Linked DNA regions of Mus musculus: regions 1 and 3 are each linked to region 2. Evidence: chromatin contacts called from public promoter capture Hi-C data. All regions are on one chromosome and are shown on one strand. The core of a region is the stretch at or near the end of the contact, and the rest is flanking DNA. Distances in the headings are between cores, read along the strand shown. Region 1 holds the start of Chst5 (carbohydrate (N-acetylglucosamine 6-O) sulfotransferase 5). Region 2 holds the start of Ldhd (lactate dehydrogenase D). Region 3 overlaps Chst5 (carbohydrate (N-acetylglucosamine 6-O) sulfotransferase 5).

Region 1 (3,610 bases), core at 480-2,979, 280 kb after region 2:
AACCAACCAAACAAACAAACACCCCAAAAAACAAAAAACAAAACCACTAGTCAGGTGATCTTGTGATCTGAGTCATAATTATATTATTCTATGAACCTAAGAGAAATTCCTCACATAAGAAAACCCCTAGCACAGCAGTCCAGACAGACTTTGATGACCCTCTGACTCTAACAAAAGGCAGCTAGTACAGGCAGAGAAAACACAAGTGCACACAACACAGAAGACTGAGAAATCATGGCTGGAAGCCTGGCTTTTGGGTTCATAGCCTATGTCAGATTCCTTCGTAAAATGAGACTAGAACGAGTCACCCCACCCACTGTCTTCTCTTCCCTGTATGTAGCTCTTTCTGCACCCGGGCTTCCAGTCAGCCTAGCCCCAGCCTCCCCCCCTACCCCCCCCCCCCCCCCCCCCCCCGTGTTCGAGCCTCAATTCCCTCATCTTTAAAAAGACAGCATTTAGCCGGGCGTGGTGGCGCACGCCTTTAATCCCAGCACTCGGAAGGCAGAGGCAGGTGGATTTCTGAGTTCGAGGCCAGCCTGGTCTACAAAGTGAGTTCCAGGAAAGCCAGGGCTACACAGAGAAACCCTGTCTCAAAAAAAAAAAAAAAAAAAAAAAAAAAAAAAAAAAAAGACAGCATTTGGTGTATTTAGCTAAGAGCATGGCAACACAGTCCTGTAATCCCAGAATTTATGAGTTGGAGGCCAGGCCACCCTGGGCTACAGTGACAGCCTGGACCGTACCAAGTAATCAGGCCTCAAATCCCAGAACCCTTAAGCCCTCCTTCCGAAGTGTGGGGGGAATTGAATTTGTTTCCCCTTCCTGCTATGTATTAGGAGGAAAGAGAAAGGAACATTTTTTGGGGTGCGCACAGCACATACTGCGGCCAAGAAAACCCACTGCTGTGTCCAAGACTGAACATCGAAAAGCCAAGCCACTAGACCCAAATTCTAGATCTGGTTGCAAACTAATTTTTTTCTTCAGCATTCTGTGACAAAGCTCTTGAGCAAGCTTAAAATGATGCACTACTAGTGGATGGGAGAGGGAAAGGAGGGGTGAAGCCCCTGGCGGACTGACCATTTCCAAGAGCCCTGCGAACCATAACTTGTCACTATGACACACATTATACACAATTCACTCTCGCCACCAAGCCTGGCTAAGCTGTCAGACCGGTGAGCTACGAGAGCTGCGTCTCCAGTTCAGTCCAAATCCCTCCTTGAAATGGAACATCCCACCTGGAGACCTGATTACTCATCTATACCCGAAAGCTTGGAGTTTGCCCACGAACTGGCCCTGCCGCCCAGAGGAGAACCGCTCTCTCCCCAGGCTCAACAAAGACTCCTAGGACTGGTCCCTTCCGATTTCTACCCCACAAGCAGTCCTTCTTCCCTGGGAATCCACGGGGACAGACTCCGTTCTTACGATCCCACAGCGAAGAAGGGACATCCAGTGACATCGGCCCGGGAATCTAGAGGGCACCGATGGGGTACTAACATATAAGAAACACTTGGAGAAAACCAGATAGGAATCCCGGAAGAGCAGTAAGAACGAGATGTTGGGGTGCAGGAGTCCTTAGTTATCCTTAACCTTAGTTATCACGAAGACCCGGGCCCCCCACCCTGGAGCAGGCACCCCGTCCCCTCCCCCGTCCCGGCCCCGCTCTACCTGCGCTGCCCGCTGCGCTTCTGCGCTGCGCACCCAGGGCGCACACAAAGAGCCGCTCAGTCGGTGGTGGCTCTTTGCCTGGGGCCGCCGGCGGGAGCCAGGGCGGGATCGGAGCAAGGAGGCAGCCAGTTGGCCTAGGGCTCCTCTATCCTTCCCAGGCGTGACCGTGGTGGGCCACGCCCGGGGGCGGGGGAGGGGGGCGAGGGCAGGAAGGTGGAGGACACAGGTGGGCTCCCGGAACACTGACCGCCCCCCACGGGGTGGGGTGGATGGATCATCAAGCCTGCTGGCAGAGCCACCGCTCGGCCCCACTAATGGACCGAAAATATCTGTCCCGAGGGAAGAAGCTTCCAGAGGACAAAAGGCCCTTGTGCAGGAAATTGAATCTTTATCTTGCCCCCTCCTCTGAGGGTGGCATCTTTGCAACTATCCAAACAGACACCTTGATGCCAGGGGGACCAGGATGCCTCCTAAACAACAGCGGAGTCGGGAGGGGCCGAGGGAACAGGTAGTTTTTGCAGCTGCCATCCCCTTCGGGTACACGCCTCTACCCAGAGGTGCAGGTCCAGATAAACACTGGACACATCGCAGAAAAGAGATTTCTCCTCTTAACAAGTAATAGGGCAGAGCCCAAGCATATGCAGAAGGCAGGGCTTTGTGGGAGATTTGTAAATCCGTGGTGGGGGTTCAAGTCCCTTCTGGGAGCCTTTCCGGGCTTGCGGCTTGGCAAGATAAAATTAGGATCCTTAACCATGACCATGAGTTTTCTGAGCTAGTAACTTCTTTCTGAATCTATCTTAAGGAAATAAACCAACAATGAAGATTTATATATAACTTTCAAAGAAGTGGTATTTACCACAGGGGGCGGGGAAGCTACAATGAGCACAAAAATAAATAAACAAATAAATAAATAAATAGCTGCATTCTAAGAGAATGCTGTCTACTAACTTCTGGGTAAAGTTAGATGGCGGTTACTTTCTTCAGAGCTGGGTGGTAGCAGCACAGGCCTTTAATTCCAGCACACGGGATGTGAAAGTGGGTCTCTGAGTTCGAGGTCAGCCTGGTCTACAGAGTGAGTGCCAGGACAACCAGGGCTACAGAGAAACCCTGTTTTGAAAAGTAAAACAAAAATTTAAAGTCAGGTTTGGTGAATCATTCCTGTAATTAATTCCAGCACTTGAGAAACTGAGGCAGAAGGATTACCTGAAGTGTAAGACCACCCTGGGTTACATTCCAAGACCCTGTTTCCATAACATTAAATAAGTTTAATCGAGGCTCGTGAGATTTACATATTTTCTCCAGGAGACACTTTTAGAATTTACCTGGCCAAAAATGTACAAAACTTACTTTGAAATGCATGAATGTGAAGAAGTGGGGGGGGGGGGGGAGAAATGAACAGAGTAGGGGGGACCCAGGCCTCACCTCACTCAAACAGAATCTGAACGGATCAAGTGACAAAATCAGACCTTTCCCCATCCACCTTCCCGGGATGAGTAATCAACTCAGACTCTGGGTTAGAGCTCAGCTGCAATTCTGTATATATTTCCACTATTTTTCCTTTTGCCATTCTGTGCCAAGTAGGCTTAGAACCACCCAACATCTGATCTGAAAAGCTGATACTCACCAAACACAGTTGTAAGTTTCCAGCCTGAGCCTCCCACTTGCCATATGGATTCCAATGAAAAAAAATCTTCTGTTACTAGGGGACTTTTGCCAAAGACCTAACAAAAGCGCCAGCGTCTTTAGGCAGGGCACTGGCAGAGGACGGCTATTAAAGTCAGTCAGTCAGAACCACGGGGAAGCTCTTCTCTCCCTATTCTCCACCGTCACCACCCCACACACACCCAGGGTCCCTGCCGTTCAGAAGCCAAGGGAAACGTTCTTTTGGAATATTTTAATTAGAAAGTTATAAAACATCATTGAGTTCTCAGTACAATTTTTGCACAGG
Region 2 (3,572 bases), core at 236-2,735:
GTGGTTTAATGACCCAGAGAGGCCTTGCACAGGGAGAGCCAACTCCAGCTGAGCCTCCAGAGTTGCAGGGTGCTCCTGAGTGTCACTTACCGATCCAATCCAGGAGGCCCTGCAACTGGGTCAGGCAGTGCTCACCTGTAATGGCGGCCCCGGCCTGCGGTGTGAAGCAGCCTGCCGTCAGGCAGCACTACCTCCAGGTTAATCACGTTGTCCCGCATGGTTCCATAGCGCACAGCATTGGTGCCCGAGGCCCCGGTGGCTGCCATGCCACACAGAGAAGCATCTGCGCCTGGGTCTAGAGAATGAAATGCTGGAGAGGGCAACTGCAGAGGCCCTTTCCCTCTTGTGGGAAAGATGGGGCCCTGTGAAATCCCTCAGACCACGCCCCCAAGCCCTCGGTCAGGTACTCTGTGGTTAGTCCAAGGCCTACCAACAGGAAACCAAAGGCCACTGTCACGCAGGTGGGTATTGAGAGCTTTACGGGTGACTCCAGGCTCCACCACCACGGAGAAGTCTTCTGTATTCAGCTCCGTGATCTGGTCCATATGGGTCAGGTTGATGCACACTCCACCCTGGTAGCAAGGGAGTCAAAAACAGCTGCCCAACCTAGGTCTCTAGGCCCGAGGCAGCCCGCTAGAGCCCCATTTTATGGCTGAGGCCTGCAGCAACCATACCAAAGCTCTGGGATGGCAGGTGAAGAGAGCTGTAAATGTGTCCTGTATAATGGGACCAGACCCAGGGCACCCCCACTATACCTGCACAGCACAGACTCCCCCCTCAACACCGGTGCCTGTGCCAAATGGGATGATGGGAACACCTTGATTGTAGCACAGGCTTGCCACTCGGCTGACCTGGTCCACATTCTGAGGCCAAACCACAGCATCAGGAGGTTGACACCTAGAAGCAGGCAGGCCCAGAGGTTTGAAAAGGATGGAAGCTTCTCACCCTCTCTTATCCAGGAACCTGCAATGGTTTAAGGACCCAAGGACAGGGACCTCAGCAGATCAGGGCAGAGAGCACCTCTCCGTGTAAGGATGCCAGAACTCCAAACAGGTGACCAGAGAGACAGGGACCCTCAGTCCCTTCTGATACCTGTGCATCGATTCATCATGCCCGTGTTGCTCTCTGACTGCAGAAGCAGTGGACACGTGGGGGCTCCCTACAACTGCCTTCAGAGCCTCCACAAAGTCCTGGCTGAGTCCACCCTGCAGGGGAGAAAAGTGCGAGGGGGTCATCGGAAAGACAGTCGGAGGGAGCCACAGACCTGCCCTGTGGCCGGGTGGGAAGAATGAGGGGCTGGTCAACCTGCAAGGTGACGTCACTGAGCCCCGAGGACATTACGTCGGGCTCTCCACCCTCTGGGACCCCATCCACAAGTAGACTTATACCTGCGACCCCCTGGAGCAGAAACTCCTCCAGGGAGACAGCCTCTGGGTGGCCACCCGAAGGAGCATGGCCATAGCCAGACCGCAGCTAAGGGGAGAATAACTAGGCGGAGAGGAAGCCTTGCCAGCCTGCCTCTCGCTGTGCCCAATAGCTGCCCTGGGTGGAGCCTGCTTAAGGTGGAGCCGGTTTAAGGTGGCCTCTGCAGATCTGGAAAAGAAGGACAACAGCTACTTCACGTGTTACAAGTCAACTAACTGCTGCTCCCCGAAGAGCCCTCCAAACAAACATCGTGTACGGAGGCTTTCAAGTCCCACCGGGCACTCGGACTTTGTCTTCTACACTTCCAGCCTCTTCTTTGATCTCTAAGCTGCAGTTTTCCTTTCCATTCCAGAGCTCAGGCCGGCCTGCAACCTTGGCACATACACTGTGCCCTACTCCCTGAATCATCTCCTGACTCCCTGTCAGGCAGAGCCTTCCTCACCTTGCAAGCCTCAACAGCATGCCACAGAGTAGACTTGCCACCATGACCACGAAGAGGGAAACTCCAGAGGTCATTCTGGGACAGAGTGGGTAGCATAGTGCAGTGCCCAGAAAGGCCGCCTTGCAGAGGAGTGCTAAGGAAAAGCAGGGAAGGAGATTAATTCCAAGACCATCCTGTTGGTTCCAAACAACTCCCACAGCAATTCCAGAAGAGCCTTTGCTACCACCACTGAGCTAAACTACCTCCCAATGACTCTCTTCCTTCCGGTCAGGAATACAAACTCCTAATTTATTTAGTTTTTTTATCCAGCTTTATTGTGTCTGTGTGCATGATGGAGGAACATACGCGCCACAGTGCATGCGTAGAGATCAGAAAACAACTTCGTGGAGTTGGTGGTTCTCTCTTAATTCACCAACCACATTTGGATGAATATGTAAAAAGAGAAAATCATGCCAGCCAGGCCTTATGGTATGCACCTGTAAACCCACACAGAGAGTCTGAGTTAGGAGGAGGATGAGATGAAGCCAGCCTGAGCCATAACAAAAGAAAACAAAACAAGACAAAATGACAAATTTAGTTATAGGGAATGGGGTGGTGGAGAGATAGCATCAGAGTTAAGGGCACTGATTGCTCTTGCAGAGGACCCGGGTTCAATTCCTAGCACCCACATGGGATGACTCACAACCATCTGTAACTCAAATCCCAAGCAGGGAATCAAACACCCTCTTCTGGCCTCTGTGGGCCAAATACACAGGCAAAACACTCATACCTATAAACTAAAAAGAAATCCTTAAAATAGCAAATTTAGTTATAGATCTAATTGCTTTTATTTGCTCTTTTTGGATTGGGGCACCCTCCAAGACTACAGAATTGAACGAAACCCCCCAGCGGACAGTGGGTTCTCTAAAACAGGGACAACAGGAGGGGAGCTGATGGGTTGAAGTCAATCTGGCCTTCCTGGTAAGGTTAAAGCAGATGGGACACTCTGTCGATGTCGTGGTACACACAGCTCCAGTGTCACGGACTGAGCACTGTTACGTTTTGTTCTTATGAAACATCCCACACACTTCCCACTACCACCCTCCTTCTCAGGGATTCTCTCCTTACAATGACTCAGACTGGAATTTATAGTTTCTGGGAACCTTAGCCTGATGGGATCCTACATGTTTCCTTACAGTTTTGTTCGGATTGTGTGGCATTGAGCGCAAGTGACTCCATTTTGACTTGTGTATGAGTTTCTTTTCTCATACTGTGACAGAAAGAAGAAAAGAAAAGAAAAGAAAAGAAAAGAAAAGAAAAGAAAAGAAAAGAAAAGGGAGGGGAGGGGAAGGAGGGAGGGGGAAAGGGGGAAGGGAAGGGAAGGGAAAAGAGAAGAGAAGGGAGGAGAGGAGAGGGGAGGGGAGGGGAGGGGAAAGAGAGGAGAGGAAGAGAAGAGAAGAGAGGGGAGGGGGGAGGGGAGGGGAGGAGAAGAGAAGAGAAGAGAAGAGAAGAGAAGAGAAGAGAAGAGAAGAGAAGAGAAGAGAAGAGAAGAGAAGAGAAGAGAGAAGCTCTGCCGGGCGTGGTGGCGCACGCCTTTGATCCGAGCACTTGGGAGACAGAGGCAGGTGGATTTCTGAGTTCAAGGCCAGCCTGGTCTACAGAGTGAGTTCCAGGACAGCCAGGGCTATACAGAGAAACCCTGTCTCGAAAAAACAAACAAACAAAC
Region 3 (3,768 bases), core at 335-2,834, 260 kb after region 2:
AAAAATTTTATTTATTTATTAATATTTATTTACTTATTATATGTAAGTACACTATAGCTGTCTTCAGACACTCCAGAAGAGGGAGTCAGATCTTGTTACGGATGGTTGTGAGCCACCATGTGGTTGCTGGGATTTGAACTCAGGACCTTTGGAAGAGCAGTCAGTGCTCTTAACCGCTGAGCCATCTCACCAGCCCTTCCTCTTACTTCTTAAGATGCTTTTCAAACACAATAGGCTATAATCTGGATCACGCAGCATATTTATGTTTATTTCCATAAATTAGGATCTTTCATCTCAGGACAAATCAAAGATTCATTAAAAAGCCATCCTCCTCAGGTATGGTTGTGTGTGTGCCTGGATTCCCTTCTAGAAGGTCAGGCAGAGAATCACAGAGGGAAGCATCGTCTCATTTTCCTCCTTGACCAGGCCCATAACTGTCCAAGTCTATGATGGACTGAGATACTAGGGCGTGGCAGTGAGCAGAGGTCTGGGTGAGCCAACGAGAGGCAGGTGCACAGATTTTAGGAGCCAGCCCACAGCCGCGCCTTTCCCGCACTCCAGAGCAGGCCTGGGACCCCATTCTCTGCGATTGCATGGTATGATCAAAGAGGGGAGAGAGTCAACGAGAAAGGAAGTGCTTTAGTAGGAGGCTGGCTGCCTCTCTGAAGGAAGTGGGCACAGCTTTTGCTTTCCATTCGATAGTACTTGGTGGGAATCCAAATCCTAAAAGACCCAACCGAAAACTACAATCTGGACAGAAAGAGATGTGGGATTTGGACTCCATCCTTTCCTAGTACAGGACAAGATCACTCACACTCCCAGCTACTTGCTTTTGGGTTCTCCAAGCCCTTTCTTTATCATACTCCAATAGACCCTAATGTTATAGCTGGGTCTCTCCACTAAAATTCTAAGATTCCGGTTGCTTCTCCGTGGACGATGCCCACTTGAAACTGTCCATGCCTCTTGGCAGCAGGAGGTCCAGAGAGAGGTCCCTTTGCTCAAGCTCCGAATGCACAGACCGGTAACCCAGCAGCTGCAGTGCACCCCCGCACAGTTCCTGGACCCGGCGAATCTTGGCAAAGGGCAGCGTGTGGCGCCAGGCCTGGGATACACTGAGCGCATCCCTGGATGTGGTCTTGAAGGCTTCACGGCGCGCGCCTGGCCCTGAACCATGCGTGATATTGTGGATCCAAGTCTGGAGCTGCGGCGTGAGACCCAGGCCGGTGAAGGCATAGAGTTCACGGATTACGGTGAGTGGGTCCCGGGCCAGATCCTCGTAGCGCACCAGGCGGTAGCGATCTTGCAAGAAGGGCGGCGGCTTGTGCAAGGCTGCCTCTGCGATGCGCACATGGCTGCGGCATACCTCGTTGACCACGCGCAGCCGGGGGTCCGCCTCCACCCACGTGCCGTTGGTACCCAGGACGATGCCATTGTCCCGTGCCAGCGCCTTGGCTGTCTGCTCTCGGGAGCGCAGCACGGCCCGCGGGTCGCGCACTAGGTGCACGATGCGCAGGTTGAGCGCAGGGTCGCTGAGCAGCGGGTAGAGCACCTGTAGGTTAAAGAAGCGCACCTCCTTGAGCACGACGTGACTATAGGAGCTGCAGGCTTCCTGAGCCAGGCCGAAGGGCCGCGTTGCGCACAGAGGCTTACACACCTCCTCGCTGCTGATGTTGCCACGAGCGAAGGCTTCGCAGACCGGAGGTGAGCACAATGCGCGGCTCACCGCCCACTGGAAGAGATCCGAGATGTTGCGGCGCCAGGGCAGGTAGGCATCAAATACGTCCATGTCGCATAGGAACACTGAGCGGATCAGGTCACGCACGGCCATGTGGAGTGCGGGGGCACTGCCCTGCGACAACGTATCCCAGACGTGCCAAGCCGGCTCCATCAGGTAGAAGACATCGGGGTGTTGGCTGAAGAGCTGGCCCACGAAGGACGAGCCCGAGCGCCACGAGGACAGTACCAGCACGTGCACACGCTCCCCAAGGCCTGCTGGGGACGATGGCACTTGCCGGGAGACCAGGAAGACCAGGATGCCAGTCTGTACCATCAGGAGCGAAAGCATGACAGTGCTGGAGAAACGGGGTAGCCGCATACCTCTGGCTAGGGCCTAAAAAAAAGGAGGGGTAAGGTTAACTGTGGCCTGAACTTCTGCCCAGTGCAAGCTGCACTCTGTGTGAATTTGCAAGAGGACCCTAAACTTCTACTTCTGCCTCTGGCTCCTAAGTGCTGGTATTTCAGGTATGTATTACCACACCTGGTTTAGCAAATACTAGTTTTTCAAACAAAGTTCCTGCCTTTTGCTTAAGAATCCCTCTTACGGAGTCACTGCTGGGTGATTGGCCATGTCTGAGCTGCCCGGGCTTTTGAGGGTCCTGCCTCTTTGCTTCCTGCTCTGTGATCGTAGGACCAGGCAATCTCACTAAACCTCTATTCACTCATCTGTTAAAGGGGGATAATACAAGCATCTGGCTTCCAAGATTTGCGGGGGACGACTCAATGAAGCTTAGGCGAAGGAGAGTGTAGTAACACCCGTGGTTTAAGACTGGAACACCGTGTGCTTCCGTGTTGTATGACTTTTTTTTTATTAGCAAACAGCACTATTTTTGTTATTAAAAACAAGCAGGGTGAAGCCAGGCGTGGTGGCTTTAATCCCAGCACTCCGGAGGCAGAGGCAGGCAGATTTCTGAGTTTGAGGCCAGCCTGGTCTACAAAGTGAGTTCCAGGACAGCCAGGGCTATACAGAGAAACCCTATCTCAAAAAAACCAAAATAAAATAAAATAAAATAAAATAAAATAAAATAAAATAAACAGGATGGCTGGAGAGATGGCTCAGCGGTTAAGAGCACTCACTGCCCTTCTGAAGGACTTGAGTTCAAATTCCAGCAACCACATGGTGGCTCCCAATCATCTGTAATGAGATCTGATGCCCTTTTCTGGTGAGTCTGAAGATGCTGTGCTGTGCCTGAGATGCACAGCTTACTAAGATACACGGTCTCTGGTCCCTTCCCCTCTGTTCTTTGTGTGTATGGGGAAGTGTGGGTGTGAGTATATAGGAGGTCAAAGGACAAAGACAATTTGGGGGAATGGGTTCTGTCCTTCCATCATGTGTATTCCTACAATGTACTTACATAGAATAATAAATAAATCTTTGGGCTGGAGCGAGCAAGACCAGAGCAAGCAGAGGTCAAATTCCTGGAATACACTTAAAGGCTGTCTTTCCTGCTGATTCCGGGGCGTCTTCCTGGATCACACACCCAGCTCTAGAAAACCCGGAAGACAGGGAACCGCCCCCTGTCTGCTCTGCACGAGGCGCCAGATGTGCCAGCAAGCACTTGTTGCTTTATGCACAGCCATTGATTTAACATAACTGCCCCTGCAGCAGACCTTATGACCTCTGAGGTTTAGTTGGAGGATTCGAGGCTTAGAGGGGAGATGCAGGCAGGGTTAGCTCAGGACTCCAGTTTGGAAGTCCCTGGAACTTCCCATGGCAGTCTGAAGGTTTACTCCACTTCAGATTATTCTCTTGCTTTCTCCCAAACCAAAGGCAGATGCCTGGCCAGGACTTCGTCTTGACCCAAGCCAAGGTGTTTGTCACCTGTGTTCTAGGAAAGCCGGAGTTCTTCTTAAGTGGCTTGTGTACTAGAAGCAGTGCCATCTGACCCTGGTACTGAAATTCAAGAATGAGGAAGAACTTCTAATAGCCACTCAGGGTGTCTCAGAGCCCAAGTCCTACGAGGCTTATCTCCTAGGGACTAGGGACTCCAT

What was found. Promoter capture Hi-C pulls out the DNA fragments that hold promoters and counts their contacts.
Region 1: a promoter capture Hi-C map of stem cell-derived epiblast-like cells shows a contact between it and region 2, with 2.3 times the contacts expected there. The contact joins the promoter of Chst5 here to the promoter of Ldhd in region 2. A contact is called at or near these places in 5 of 39 promoter capture datasets (cranial neural crest, embryonic stem cells, hippocampal neurons and 2 more) and 1 of 115 datasets of contacts at active chromatin or transcription factors (embryonic stem cells).
Region 3: a promoter capture Hi-C map of embryonic stem cells shows a contact between it and region 2. The contact joins the enhancer-like site here to the promoter of Ldhd in region 2. A contact is called at or near these places in 2 of 39 promoter capture datasets (embryonic stem cells and pre-B cells), 2 of 115 datasets of contacts at active chromatin or transcription factors (both in embryonic stem cells) and 1 of 9 other capture datasets (liver).

Annotation. Positions count from the first base shown.
Region 1 is chr8:111,908,470-111,912,079 of GRCm38.p6, forward strand. It overlaps Chst5 (carbohydrate (N-acetylglucosamine 6-O) sulfotransferase 5), which reads right to left and starts at 1,730. Exons shown (of 2, transcript NM_019950.2): 1 at 1,663-1,730. It overlaps Tmem231 (transmembrane protein 231), which reads right to left. Exons shown (of 7, transcript NM_001033321.2): 7 at 3,538-3,610.
Region 2 is chr8:111,628,851-111,632,422 of GRCm38.p6, forward strand. It overlaps Ldhd (lactate dehydrogenase D), which reads right to left and starts at 1,486. Exons shown (of 11, transcript NM_027570.4): 1 at 1,389-1,486; 2 at 1,093-1,205; 3 at 756-897; 4 at 431-572; 5 at 136-295. The coding sequence starts at 1,460.
Region 3 is chr8:111,888,892-111,892,659 of GRCm38.p6, forward strand. It overlaps Chst5 (carbohydrate (N-acetylglucosamine 6-O) sulfotransferase 5), which reads right to left. Exons shown (of 2, transcript NM_019950.2): 2 at 244-2,110. The coding sequence starts at 2,095. The coding sequence ends at 908. Among named protein-coding and RNA genes, the nearest start is that of Tmem170, 14 kb to the left of the region's middle. Within about 2 kb of position 1,585, at least 25 of the 459 cell types and tissues checked have an H3K27ac peak or open chromatin away from gene starts, as enhancers often do. A contact at or near this core is called in embryonic stem cells, where this site is marked.